Linked DNA regions of Mus musculus: all the other regions are linked to region 2. A link is a contact called in public promoter capture Hi-C data. All regions are on one chromosome and are shown on one strand. Each heading gives the region's core, a stretch centred on a gene start, on an enhancer-like site or on the middle of the called end of the contact. The rest is flanking DNA. Distances are from core to core; before and after follow the strand shown.

Region 1 (4,261 bases), core at 868-3,367, 570 kb before region 2:
CCTGTGGTGATTACAAACCCATCACCCTCAGCTACTAATCTTATTGGCTTTGTTGATTTAGGGCCTGGAACTTTCAAAACTGAGCCCAAACTATCTTGGATCTTGTAGCTATGAGTGCAGAGGCACCTCTAGCTGGGTTCCTAAGCACTTGAGAAAATCAGACTTGCAAGGTCATCCTCTATCGAGTACATGGTATAGAAACAAAACGGGGATGTAAGAGGGCTTGCTTGAGTTCTGTGCCCAGGACCCACTTGTGGAAGGAGAGGACCAAGTCCCACAAGCTGTTCTCGGACCTCCACCCTGGCACTGTGCCTTGTGCGTGCCTACACAAAAACAAATAAAGGTGATAAAGCAAAATACCAAAGACTTTGAAGTTCTGGAATTGTTTTAATATGGGGAATGCCTGGTTGAGAGAACCAGAGTCGAATGAATGGAGCCGCTCAATTCTGTTGACTCTTCAGATTCGTTACCTTGCAGAAACCTGGGAACAGCCGCTTCTTTCCAGGGGGTTCGGAACAGCCAGGGATTCCACAGTCAGCAAGATCTCCCGAGAATCGGGAGGCGAGGTCTACAGGTTGAAAGGGGAGCCTTGCTCGGAGGTTGTGGGTAGAAACCGATACCAGTAGCTCTGGGATAACTGGGTAGGGAAGCCAAGACTCTGCCTCACTGAACCTGAGCCTGTAGCGAAGACCTTGTGAAGTTTAAATAGTCAGGACGATGGGTTGCAGGGGTGTCGAGAAGGAACTAGTTGGAAGGGAGTGTCCTTACCGGAAAGCCTGGACTGACGCAGGCGCGCTCCGGAATGGGAGGGAGGAGGGGAGGGGCTTTACCTCAAGGTTTCACTGGGTTCCTAGAACAAATATTTGACATTCCAGGCTTATCGTGGTAGCGGGGCTGAGTAGGCAGGCTCCGGGTGGGCCGCCTGGTGAAGGGTCTCAGGGTGTGCGCTGCGGCCACTTCTCACTATATTGGGTCGCTGTGTTCCTGCGCTATTGTGTGGACAAACCCAGAAGGCGCACTATACATTCTAGGTCCTCTGGCTCCGCACGACCTTCCTTGGGCATGAGTTAGGGATGCACCCGGGCTCTGGGTTGCCTTTTATCCAAGACCGATAGGAAGCAGCCCGCTTTTCCAAACACACAAGGTTCTTCTTCAGCCGGTGGCATCCTGTATTCTAAGTCCCACGCCAGTACCTTTTTACTCTCGCCAGAGTACTAATTACAGTCGAGTAGGTGGGAAACTATCCTGAGCCCACAGGGCGGCCTGGAAACAACAGTAAGGGAGTTTCACCAAACTGCATGGGATGAATGGGACTCTTCTGAACTGGGTTGGGGGATGCAGACTCAACTCTACACATCTCAACTCTAGCCGCTCTCTGCTGGAGTGCTTTCAATAGCCAGATAACACTTCTATCATCATCCAAGAGAGACAAAAACAAGCAGGCAAACCCCAAGTGGGGTTGGTAGGCTGAACTTCCAGATCTCTACCAGCAGACACGGCTTCATTTAGGATACAGCTCTCTAAAGTTTAAGCACGATTTTCCTACCTTGGCACCAAGGCCTGAGCCTTCAGGTCCACAGTAACGTGCGCCTTGCACTGCCGGCACTACGCCGACCCGACACCTGTATGGGCACGTCCTTCTCTGTGATCTCTAGTGACCGCCCACAGTTCTAAGAACCCTTGATCTTTACCTCCCTCCCTTTCCCCAACGGATCTCTCTCACCGACTTCCAGTGGATACCTGGTAGCGCTCACTGTCGGCTTTTGACCCTTTGTAACTTCCATTAACCTCAAGCCAGACGTCGCGACCTTTTATAGTCCCTAGATTGCCTCCTGTTGAATTCCATGGGTCTTGCGTGACCCTTGCAGAATGGAAAGAGGCCTCTGATCCTGCACATTCTTTTGCGGAGGACTCAGAGTGCCTGCTAGAGAGGAAGTAGGAGAAAGAATGGATTCGTCCCAGGAGTCTCGCCGGACTGCAGCAAGAGGTGGGACTCCAGCCGGCGAGCGCACGCCTCAGCAGAAGTGAGCTCTTGCCTCCTGGGCAGGGTTTTGGCCCTCCCGCGGGGTTCCCTGGGCCGTCCTGATCACGTGGCCTCTCCGGGCCGCAGGTAACTCGCCGGAGTAGGCAGGGATAGGCAGCCGCACCGCCCAGCCCCAAAGGGCACCGCGGGCGGGTCTCTGCAGCTCCCACTACACCCGGCCGCAGGTGCCGCCCCCAACACACCGGATCCCGCCCAAGCTCGTCTGTCTGCTGTCGGTCGGTACGTGTGTGCGCCTCGTCGGTCCGCGTGTGTGGCCGAGCGCCCCCTTCCTCTGCGGCCATGACTCCGCCGCCGCCGCCGCCCCCACCCCCGGGCCCAGATCCCGCAGTAGACTCGGCCACAGACCCTTGTCCCGAACCTCAGTCGCTGGTGGTTTTGTTCGGGGCCACTGCCGGTGCGCTGGGGCCGGACCTAGGCTCGGACGAGACCGACTTAATCCTCCTAGTTTGGCAAGTGGTGGAGCCGCGCAGCCGACAGGTAGGGTGGGAAAGAGGGGACCTCGGGACGCTTCAGAGCCTGTTGAGGCACAGCGGCTCATGGGGTTACCCTCGGTGCTTTTAGGTGGGGACGCTGCACAAGTCGCTAGTTCGCGCCGAGGCGGCTGCCCTGAGTCCACAATGCCGCGAGGCGAGTGGACTCAGCGCAGACAGCCTAGCGCGGGCGGAGTCCCTGGACAAAGTGCTGCAACAGGTGAGCGTGGGGGCCCGCGTGGGTGGTGGAACTGCGGAGTGGCAGGGACACTACTTCGAGGGGGAGGGGAGGAGGGGAGACCTGGAGCGACGCGACCCAGTGGCACGGCCAGTAGGACAAGGTCTTGTTTGAAACTTTTGAGCGACTACCGCGTGGAAGCGTGCTAGGCCATTCCCAGAGCCACCTTACCTTCCAACCTTTACAGACATCCACTCCTGCCGAGGAAGTTGACAATAGCGGCTAAGGGATCCATCCCCCCGAGGCCCCTTCCTCTCCCTCCCACTCCCCCCGCTAGCAGAGGACACGTCAGAAATAGGGTCGAGGTGGGCTCAGGTTTAGCGGTAGATCACTTGGTCTCTGCCGCCTGCTCTCCTGGGAACCGCTGAAGCGAGGGCGTCGGGCGGTGTCTGCCTCGGGGGCAGACGCCTCTAGGTGAGGCCGGCTGGTTTAGGCCTGCCTGTCCCAGCTGACTGGCCAGGCGTGGGTGAGTGGGTGCTGTCCGAACATTATCTAGGGGCTACCTGCCCAATGAGCGCAAAGGCCTAGGCGCATGCCCCCTCCCATACCCACCCCGCACCCTGGCCAAGTGGGAGTGAGTTTTCCCTGTTTGCATTGCTCACTCACCCCATGACTGAGTTGTAATGAGTGTTAAGTCCTTTCCTCTTCTGACTCTCGTTCTTAATGAGAAGACCTACAGATGCCAGGTTACAGAAGGGCTCCAGGCCCACTGCTCACCTGGGAGGGTGCTGTAGAAAAAAATCTGGTTGCCTTGCTCTGTCGGCCTTAGATTGGAAAGTGTCACAGAATTGCCAAGGGAAAGGGCCGGATCGTGCTGGATAGCCTTCAGAGTGCCACCCACCCCCCTCTACGAGCAAACAGTTCTGTGCCAGTTGGTCGATGGGGTGTGGGTCAAAGCTCAGGCTGCTGCGAGTGGCCAAGTATGAAGCTCTGTCCTTGGTGGCTCTGTTCCTGGGTTGGTCGGACCAAGGGGCGGGGCTGCCATTGACCATGGGCCTTTTGGCCCTCGGGCAGGTGTGAACCTCCCCCACCTGTCTGAGGGTGGTGCCTGGTCCAGGACAGGTTTAACCTGCTTTGCTCCTCCCCTCCCCACCTGCTTGCCTCACTCCACCAGGTGTTTGCTCTGGCCCGACTCCAGACTCCTGGAGTGTGTTTAATGGGGGCTTGGGTTATGTGCGACTGCTCTCATTTGGCCTAGAGGAGGTGACAGGGAACTAGGCTAGGGGTGGGGATTAGGAGCCTGGGATTTAGGGCAAGGCCTTTTACTTCCCAGGCAGGGTAGGGTTGAACATCCTGATGAACCAGCTTTGCAGCCTGAGTCCCTCCCTCCTGCTACCCCTCCCCCCCAGTTTCAGCTGTCTAGCTGTGAGTCTATGTCTGAGTCTCCACTCCCTGTCCCCAGTTCTCACAGCTGGTGAGCGGGGATGTGGCTCTGCTGGGCGGGGGCCCCTATGTGCTCTGCACTGATGGGCAGCAGCTGTTGCGACAGGTTCTGCATCCTGAGGCCTC
Region 2 (4,306 bases), core at 256-2,755:
GGAGCATCTCTCTCAGCGCTGGTAGGGTACCCTAAGGATGAGGAGAGACTAAATGGGGGTTTTCCTGCTGAGCCAGGCCATGCTGACTGCAATGTTGCTGAGTTGTGTTCTGCTGTTGGCACTGCCTCCCACACTGGGGGTCCAGATGGGCGTGGCTCCACTGAAGGGCATCAGAAGGCCTGACCAGGCTCTGTTCCCAGAGTTCCCAGGTGAGTATGGTCAGGTTGGGGATATGTGGGGCAACGACCATTGCTGGCCACAGACCTGCCCGCCCAGGCTTAGACCTCCTTCCCCAATCCCAATCCCAACCTAGGGAGGTGGGTACTTGGTGCATGGTGGGTGTGGCCCTCACATCTTCTGCCCCAGGTCTAAGTCTGAATGGCCTCAAGAAGACAACTGCAGACCGAGCAGAAGAAGTTCTGCTGCAGAAGGCAGAAGCTTTGGCGGAGGTAACTCATTAGGGAAAGGGATAAAGTAGAAGGTAGGGCGCATCAGATACCATCATCTCTCCCCACTTCCGGATTACCCAACCTGGGCAGAACTGCAGCCCCTCCCTGACCTCAGTCCACTGCCACCCTACTGGGGTCGGGGTTTGAGAGTTTCCTGAACCTTATTCCCCTACGAATGCAGGTGCTAGATCCACAGAACCGCGAGTCTCGTTCTCCGCGTCGCTGTGTAAGGCTGCACGAGTCCTGCTTGGGACAGCAGGTACCTTGCTGCGACCCGTGCGCTACGTGCTACTGCCGCTTCTTCAATGCCTTTTGCTACTGCCGCAAGCTGGGTACGGCCACGAACCTCTGTAGTCGCACCTAGCCAATGGATGTTGTTTGGGCAAAGGCAGGGGATGAGAATAAAGGATGGGACGGTTTAACCTTAAAGCTGTGGTTATTTCAAACGTGGCTGTCGAAGGGTTGTCGGGGCGTCGTCATGCTGGAACCACACACACCATAACCTCGGGGTCTAAGCTACACCATCATCTGAACCACATATATGGGCGAGTTTAAGGCACCAGGCCCCTTGGGGAAATCAGAAGGCCACACCCCGGTCCTAGAGAACTAGTGCAACAAACGCCGGGAAAGCGGGCGCAGTGCGGCTTACCGGGTGTAAAGTCTAGTTGGAGGATAACCATTTGGCTCCGAAACTCTCCCCTCCTCTTCCTTGGACCTCGGTTTCTGTCTGGTAGGAGACAGCCTCGACAGCCTAAGGAATAGCACACCCGCTCAGCTTTACCCGGCTGGCCCTAATGAAGCCAGACAGAAGCGCCAAACCCAGGAAAACTCAACTTAGGGCCCACCTCGCATCCTGAGGGTATTAGCACCACCACGCGGTCGATTTCCATCATCGACCTTTCTTTGCTCTCCGCTAGGCGCTCCAGGGCCGCCTTTCCTTAGTGCGCAGGCGCCGGGAGGGCAGTTATAGCCGGTCGGGCACTCCAGAGTAACGCATGCGTGCCAGGGTGCCCGGAAACTGGAGCCATTTAAGAGCCAGGCCCTACTGCGGTCACGTGAGACGCGGTGCGTCACCTGACGCACTTGACAGCCCGCTGCGGCCGCCGCGTCAGCTGATCCGGGGAGTCTAGTTGCGTGCGGGCAGATCGGGGCTCTCTGGTCCCGCCGCCCCCCGCCTCCCCTGCCGCCTCCCACCCCCGCCGCAGCCATGTCGTTCTTCCCGGAGCTCTATTTCAACGTGGACAATGGCTACTTGGAGGGATTAGTGCGCGGCCTGAAGGCCGGGGTGCTCAGCCAGGCGGACTACCTCAACCTGGTGCAGTGCGAGACGCTCGAGGGTGAGCCGCGGGTCCGGGCTGTCTGAGGGGGGCCTCCCTGAGCCGGGAAGGGCACGCGAGGCCTCTGGGAACCCGCGAGCTGATTGATGGTGGGCATGTCAGGAAGGAGTCTGCCTCTAGCTGCGGCTCTGCGCGGGGGCCCAGACGTAAACAAGCCTTCAAGAACCGCAGTGGTTTACCTGGGCTCGGGTTGCCTCTAACCTCGTCGAGCTAGTCCTATAATTTAGAAGGACGGGTCCCCGAGGATTGGTTAGCCGGCGCGACGAGTGCGCCTCCAAGCTTCTTCCCCCTGGCCCAACCCTAGGCCTGTTGGGTGGCAGTGCCTAGGGAAGTTAGATGGAAAAGGCTTCTCTCCTCCCCCAAGGGCTTTAGAATCGTTGTGTCTTGGTGGTGTTGGTCTGAGGGTTGGGTCGTCCTGGGGAATTGCTAAGCCAGTTTAGCGAGAGGTTCCTCCCAGCTCTGAACCGCTGGCTGTGTAGAGTCTTCAAGACTGTTTGGAAAAGCAAGAGGTGGCTCTGTAAATCAGAAATTCACGTACAAGTATTTGGCCCCAACCTGCATTCACACCCCACCCCAGCACTGTTGGGGCACCAGTTTGTTTGTTTGTTTCTTTCTTTCTTTCTTGGTTTTTCGAGACAGGGTTTCTCTGTGTAGCCCTGGCTGTCTTGGAACTCACTCTGTAGACCAAGCTGGCCTCAAACTCAGAAATTCACCTGCCAAGTGCTGGGATTAAAGGCGCACACCACCACGCCCGGCAGGGCACCAGTTTCTTACACAAGAGTGACAGAAAGCTAAGTTCCTCTTTCTTTCTTTTCCTTTTTTTTTTTTTTAAGATTTATTTATTGTTATATGTAAGTACACTGTACCTGTCTTCAGATACACCAGAAGAGGGCATCAGATCTCTTTACGGATGGTTGTGAGCCACCATGTAGTTGCTGGGATTTGAACTCAGGACCTTCAGAAGAGCAATCGGTTCTCTTAACCGTTGAGCCATCTCGCCAGCCCCCAAGTTCCTCTTTCTTAACACATAAATCTAAAGCAACAGTTTCCAACTTGTGGGTCACCATCCCTTTGACGGTCATAAGGGTCACCTAAGACCATTGAAAACCACAAATATTTATGGTTAACAACAGTAGCAAAATTACAGTTGTGAAGCAGCAATGAAAATAATTTTTATAGTTGGGGGTCACCACAACATAAGGTGTTTTAAAGGGTTGCAGCTTTAGGAAGGTTGAGAACCACTGATCTAAAGTTAGATGGCTCAACTGTAGCAGATGTACTAAGCTAGAGATGTCCCTAATTCTAGACCCTCCACGCACATGGTAGTAAAGGACAGAGACATGAGTTCCCATCTCTGAGTCCTAAAGGATTCCTTTGAAGAAAGGGGCTTGTAGCTGGAAGAGGCTGGGTGATTCACCCAATGTAGAAACTTCTTATCAAATACTTCTGATGTTAAGTTGGGCTCATACAGTTAATGTTTACCTTGAAAACTAGTCCCGTCAAGTGAAAAATAATGTTAAAATAGGAAACTTACTAAAGTTAAAGAGCAGTAGTAGATTTTATGATTTTTATGTTAACCTGCAAGAAAAAATTGTTCACCTTTATCATATGAGTGGAAGCAAGGAAGGAGAGGTTCAAGATGTTGGGCTGTGGGAGCCAGCCCCAAAGGTTTAGATGTGACTGTGGGAAGAGGAGAAGTAGGCTGCCTGGCTGCCTGGGGCGGGGCTTAACACTGTGCTTGGCACTCAGTGTGAGCTCTGTGGATCAACTGGGACTTGGGAGATTTTTTTTTTCCTGTTACAAGGAATTTAGTGTTTAGTTTTGTTCTTTGAGGAAGCTCCTTACTTGGATAAATCTAGGGGTGGACACTGTTGCCTTTTCTGGCTTCTGGCATTTCTTACTCCAGCTGCTGCCAGTTCCACTGTTGAATTTCTGGGTGCTTGTGTTTCTGTCTTCCCAGCAGACACCCCATCATTGGCAATAGTCACACTAGGGTATTCTTCCTGATGAACTGTTTAGCAGTGGGCCTCCTTGTGGAACACCATCCAGATCTTTCCAGTAGCACTTAGGGACTACTTGCTCTTTTATTCATACTCATCTCCTTTACACACAGTATACCCCAGCACTTGGTGCTCAGAGGTAATAGGAGTTCAGAGTCAAGCAAACATGGGTTACTGGATTATTGTAGGCAAATTGTTTAATGTCTCTGGATATAGACTTCTTCATCAGCCATATAAGCACTATCTATCTCATAAAGACTGTGAGATGGCCACAGTGCTACTTTGTAAAACGCTTAGCCCAGCATGAAGAACCCAGTAAGCACTAAAGACAGAATCAGCATCCAGGAAAGGTGAGTTTATGTTGTCTTTTACTTAACTTACTTTTTTCTCTGCTTCCTTCTTCACCCATTAAGCACTGCCCCACTACCACCCTTTTCCTCCCACCAATTTAAGCCTTAGAGATACTTGGCAAGTGAACTTTGCTGAACTGTAGCCACAGCCCTTTTGTTTTGAGACAGGC
Region 3 (4,659 bases), core at 712-3,211, 830 kb before region 2:
AGCTAAATAAGTCCCTATTATAGGTAAAGTACCACCAGCAAGATGAAGTTCCCACTTCTCTCTGGGCAGGCTGGGTTCATTCCTCACTGTGTTTAGCAGGAAAATGAACACACGGTACTGTCTACCTTCAAGACTATATAACAAATTAAGCCACAGTGAAAAGAATTCTCTTTAGCCCTTAAGTTTCCCTAAATGGAAGTTTAGAGATGTCAAAGCACTTCCCAGGAAGCTGATAAGGCACAGAAGGACGGGACATGGTGGCACAAGCCTATAATTCCTGTTCTTGGGATACTGAGGCAGGAGGATCGCAAATGGAAAATGAGTCTGGGCTACGTAGGAAAACCTTGTCTTTATAACAGCCAAGGCCTAGGCTGTCAAGATGGTTCAGTGGGTAAAGGCACCCACCACCAAGCCTGATGATCTAAGATATACTCCCAGGACCCATGTGGTCGAAGAGATCTGACTACCACAAGTTGTCCTCTGACCTCTACATTCATGCACACAATATAGATGCCCAATAACTAAACAGATAAACAAAACAAACAGAGTTGAGAAACCCCAAAGGCCAGGTGTGGTGAGACACTTCCATAACCCCAGTGGGTGGAATCAGAAGGTGGAGTCAGGAGGAACACATGCAGGCATGCGCAAAAAAGGAAGAAAGAAAGAAAGAAAGAAAGAAAGAAAGAAAGAAAGAAAGAAAGAAAGAAAGAAAGAAAGAAAGAAAGTAAGTCAGGGAAGTGACCACCTGGGCCTCAATCTGCTGACACTAATGGAACTTGTACGAGCCACCTGCACTGGGCTAAATACTTTCAGGTCCTTGCAGCCAGCCATCCCAGTTTGCTCAAGATTGAAACCCTTCCTTGAACAGAAGATTTCTGGTACAAAAACTGGGAGAATCTGACAAGCAGGACCTACTTGTTTGCTTTACATTGAACTTCATGATACCTTATAAAGAGACAATATTTCCATATTCATTTTAAAGATAGGAAATCTAGCCAGGCAGTGGTGGTGCACGCCTCTGGAGGCAGAGGCAGGCAGATTTCTGAGTTCTAAGCCAGGCTGATCTACAGTGCTAGTTCTAGGACATTGAGAGCCACACACACACAAAACCAATAATAATAATAACAATAATAATAATAATAAGGAGGAAGAGGAGGAGGTGGAGGAGAAGGAGGAGAGAAGGAGGGAAGGAAGGAAGAAAAGAAAGAGAGAGGAAGGAAGAAAGGAAGGAAGAACGAAAGAAAGAAAGAAAGAAAGAAAGAAAGAAAGAAAGAAAGAAAGGAAGGAAGAAAATCTGAGGCTTACAAATATTCTATGACTTGTTAGATTTCAGAGCCCATAAACAACAGAAACAGAATTGGAACCCAGAAACTTGACCTTTACAGTCTGCCAACTCAACAATCAAGCTATAACAGGACTATTCTTCAAAGATGAGATTCTGAGAGGTTTGACTTGTGAGGGTTGTATATATTTGAGAAAGTTGCCTGCCTGCTGGAGAGAGGGTTTAGAGAATTCATGCGATTTTTGAAAAAGACCAGAGCCTCATACGGGTTATCAGGAAGACGTTGGGGTGCACAGTGAAGGCTGTGCTGGACTCACTTCCTTTACTCTTAGAGACAGAAAGCGCTAAGCTGTGAGACCAGGACTGGACACACTCCCAGGGAAAGGAGAATCTGACAAGCAGGACCTAGTTGTTTGCTCTACATTGAACTTCATGAAACGGGGAAGACGGGGCCAGGAGAGCTGGAGTAGGTCCCGAAGGTTGTGAAATCTCCTCTCTAAGAGGGTTTCTGAAGGGGAGGATCTCTATTTAGCTGCCGTAGCTCAAGCTTGACTTGAATAACTGTATTTGGGATGTGGGCCCCTCAAGGACCTTGATTTGGGGAGGCAGGAAACAGCTCCAAGCTTTACCAACTAAGCAAGACAACTTCCTCTTCTGTTGGTTTTGGTCAGCAATTAGCAGATGGCTTTGGGAGTCTCAGTGGGACTGACTTCCCTAAAATCCACCCTGTAGGCTCTGATTCCCTGAGTACTGACAATCTGAAGATCATAGCTTTGTGTGGAAGAACGAGTTTTATTTTTAAAATTGCCGTAGTCGGAATCTCTGCTTGACCTGGTAAACTGCAGCTTGTTCACCAACTGGTCAAATTCCCTTAACTATATATAAGTACTGGCCTGGGGATGTGAGTCCAGGCAGTTAGTTAGATGATAGCTGAGTCTACAAACATTTGGTGGCTTACCTCGCCAGCCCTTTCAAACTCTGTGCCCTGGTTGAGAACTCCTGCTCTTCCTGCTGAGTCCCAAGAGAACCTCTAAGTGTCCCTCCTCCCACTTGGTACTTACCCTGTCTGTGACTCTCCTCTGGGGACACTGCAGTCATCAGCATGGTGGCAGAGACCATCGTGCCTACATTAAGAATGGAATGTGATGATGTAATTGTATTATAATCTCAAAAATAAAAACATTATTTTAAGGAGATGAAATGTGAAAAGGGGGAAGGGAACGAGGCCCCTCAAGTGCAAGCCTTGTGTGCCACCCCTTGGAGAAAAGGCTACTGGAAACACAGTTACTTAGTCCCTTTGGGGAGTGGGGCCTCTCTACAGAAAGAGAATGATATCTTGGCCTTGGTGTATGGATTCACCTTGACATGACTGCAGCCATCTTGATTCATATAACCACCACAATTGTCAACTAAGAATAGCCTTAGTTGTTTCCAAACAAACTATAAATGAACAAATCTATTATGATTGGAGCCTTATACTTTGACTCTGGCTCCACAATAGATTTGGTATTAGCCTAAGATAAACTAGATACATTCCAGCTAACACAAATATTTTCTGACTCAAGTTACAGGGATCTAACTGGTCCTGTTGTTGCTCAGGGCTACATGGCATCAGTAATTTCCACCACTAATTTAAAACACACACACACACACACACACACACACACACACACACCACACTTTAATTTATGCATAGTAATAGAGTTTACATATTAAAAACACTATAATGGCTTGCAGCCAATCATTGAACTGAACACGGGGGGCGGGGGGAGGGGTTCCCGGTGGAGGAGTTGGAGAAGGGACTGAAGGAGCTAAGAGGGTTTGCAGTCCCATGGGGGGAGCAACAGTGTCAACAGGCCAGATCTCTGGGAGCTCCCAGGGACTGGACCACCAACTAAAGAATACACATGGAGCAACCCATGGCGCTGACCACATATGTGGCAGAGGATGGCCTTGTTGGACATCTATGGGAGGAAAGGCCCTTGGGTCTGAGGGTATTCCATGCCCCAGTGTAGGGGAATGCCAGGATGGGAAGACAGGAGGGGGTGGGTGGGTGGGGGAGTCCCCTCATAGAGGTAAGGGGAGGAGAGATGGGATAGAGGGTTCCTGAAGGGGAGACCTGGAAAGGGGAAAACATTTGAATGTAAATAAAGAAAATATCCAATAAAATAACCCACTATAATGGAGTGATTTGCTATAGTTTTTTAAATTAAAAAATATTTATTTATGTTAATATTTTGTGTGCCTGGTACCTGCAGAGATCAGAAGAACTCATTGGTTCCTAAGGTTGGAGTTACAGGTGATTGTGAGCCACCATTTGGGAGCTAGGAATCAGGGCCTAGGTCCTCTGTGAGATCGACAAGTACTCTTAAGTACTGAGCCAATTCCGCAGCTCCTTGATAGAACTGGCTGGTTTTTTGTTTTTGTTTTGTTGTTGTTGTTGATTGAGACAGGGTTTCTCTGTGTAGCCTTGACTGTCCTGGAACTCACTCTGTAGACCAGGCTGGCCTCAAACTCAGAGATTTGCCTGCCTCTGCCTCCCATGCTGGGATTAAAGACGTGCCTCACCATGCTGAACCCCCTTGATATAGATTCAACCATTAGATAGATATAAGAAACTCAGAAAATTTCAGTTTACAACCCCCTCCCCGACAAACAAATTTCATTTAATTTTTAAAAAATTTTTTCCTATGTGGGTCATTTCAACAAATGTATCCAGTTACTAGTGTCTGATTCCTTCTGCACTTATGGCCAACAGGTTTTGTTTTTAAAGCTCAACTTTCATAATCACTGCCTCAAAGGAAAATCACACATTGGACTGTTATGAAATACAAAAATAGAAATAGTTCTTGCTGCTTCTGTACCTGAAAAGTTGAATTCACATATTACACACACACACACACACACACACACACACACACACACACGGCAGAGTTGAAAGGAGAAAAAAAAGTGAGTTTTATATGTTTTTCATGACTCATGTCTTCTTAGCAATATTCCCCTTTGCCCAATGTCAACCTCTCTAGATCTCTTTTCTAGATTTTAGACTGTATCCATACTCACATCTGTTTACATAAATACATTACACATTAGGCTGATAGTCGCACCCCCATAAACATAGACTAATTTACTCTATACTTCTAGAACTGATTGCTTTTTATTCTTTGGCCTCATGGTACCTTGGGACCTGCTGTTGTTGCATATTAGGGCTGGATTGTTCTGGAATATCTGGGAAAGAAGGACTCCCAGGCCACCCTAGGTAAGCCCCTATGTGCTTCTTCTTCACTTTGCCAGGTAGAATTGGTGTGGCGCACAGCATCTGATAAGCTACGGGTTCCTCTCAGTCCTGACTATCCTGGGCTCCAGACTAGCACACC

The links. Promoter capture Hi-C pulls out the DNA fragments that hold promoters and counts their contacts. Capture Hi-C pulls out chosen DNA fragments and counts their contacts.
Region 1: a promoter capture Hi-C map of liver shows a contact between it and region 2. The contact joins the promoter of Esrp2 here to the promoter of Atp6v0d1 in region 2. A contact is called at or near these places in 7 of 39 promoter capture datasets (cranial neural crest, embryonic stem cells, fetal liver and 4 more), 2 of 484 Hi-C or Micro-C datasets (CD4 T cells and embryonic stem cells), 4 of 115 datasets of contacts at active chromatin or transcription factors (bone marrow-derived macrophages, embryonic stem cells, large pre-B cells and 1 more) and 3 of 9 other capture datasets (adipose tissue, liver and macrophages).
Region 3: a promoter capture Hi-C map of pre-B cells shows a contact between it and region 2, with 4 times the contacts expected there. The contact joins the enhancer-like site here to the promoter of Atp6v0d1 in region 2. A contact is called at or near these places in 3 of 39 promoter capture datasets (the C10 cell line, liver and pre-B cells) and 2 of 115 datasets of contacts at active chromatin or transcription factors (large pre-B cells and pancreatic cancer cells).

The regions. Positions count from the first base shown.
Region 1 is chr8:106,134,830-106,139,090 of GRCm38.p6, reverse strand. Esrp2 (epithelial splicing regulatory protein 2) reads left to right here and starts at 2,117. Exons shown (of 15, transcript NM_176838.2): 1 at 2,117-2,521; 2 at 2,606-2,734; 3 at 4,155-4,261. The coding sequence starts at 2,324. It overlaps 1810019D21Rik (RIKEN cDNA 1810019D21 gene), which reads right to left and starts at 3,691. Exons shown (of 4, transcript NR_040346.1): 1 at 3,470-3,691; 2 at 1,741-1,924; 3 at 1,547-1,622; 4 at 368-1,263.
Region 2 is chr8:105,563,263-105,567,568 of GRCm38.p6, reverse strand. Atp6v0d1 (ATPase, H+ transporting, lysosomal V0 subunit D1) reads left to right here and starts at 1,505. Exons shown (of 8, transcript NM_013477.4): 1 at 1,505-1,786. The coding sequence starts at 1,657. It overlaps Agrp (agouti related neuropeptide), which reads left to right. Exons shown (of 5, transcript NM_001271806.1): 3 at 77-209; 4 at 367-449; 5 at 631-874. The coding sequence starts at 80. The coding sequence ends at 813. Gm38250 (predicted gene, 38250) reads right to left here and starts at 1,389. Exons shown (of 4, transcript NR_168532.1): 1 at 1,295-1,389; 2 at 1,099-1,200.
Region 3 is chr8:106,391,868-106,396,526 of GRCm38.p6, reverse strand. No RefSeq gene overlaps it. Among named protein-coding and RNA genes, the nearest start is that of Gm34026, 5.8 kb to the left of the region's middle. Within about 2 kb of position 1,961, at least 40 of the 459 cell types and tissues checked have an H3K27ac peak or open chromatin away from gene starts, as enhancers often do. A contact at or near this core is called in pre-B cells, where this site is marked.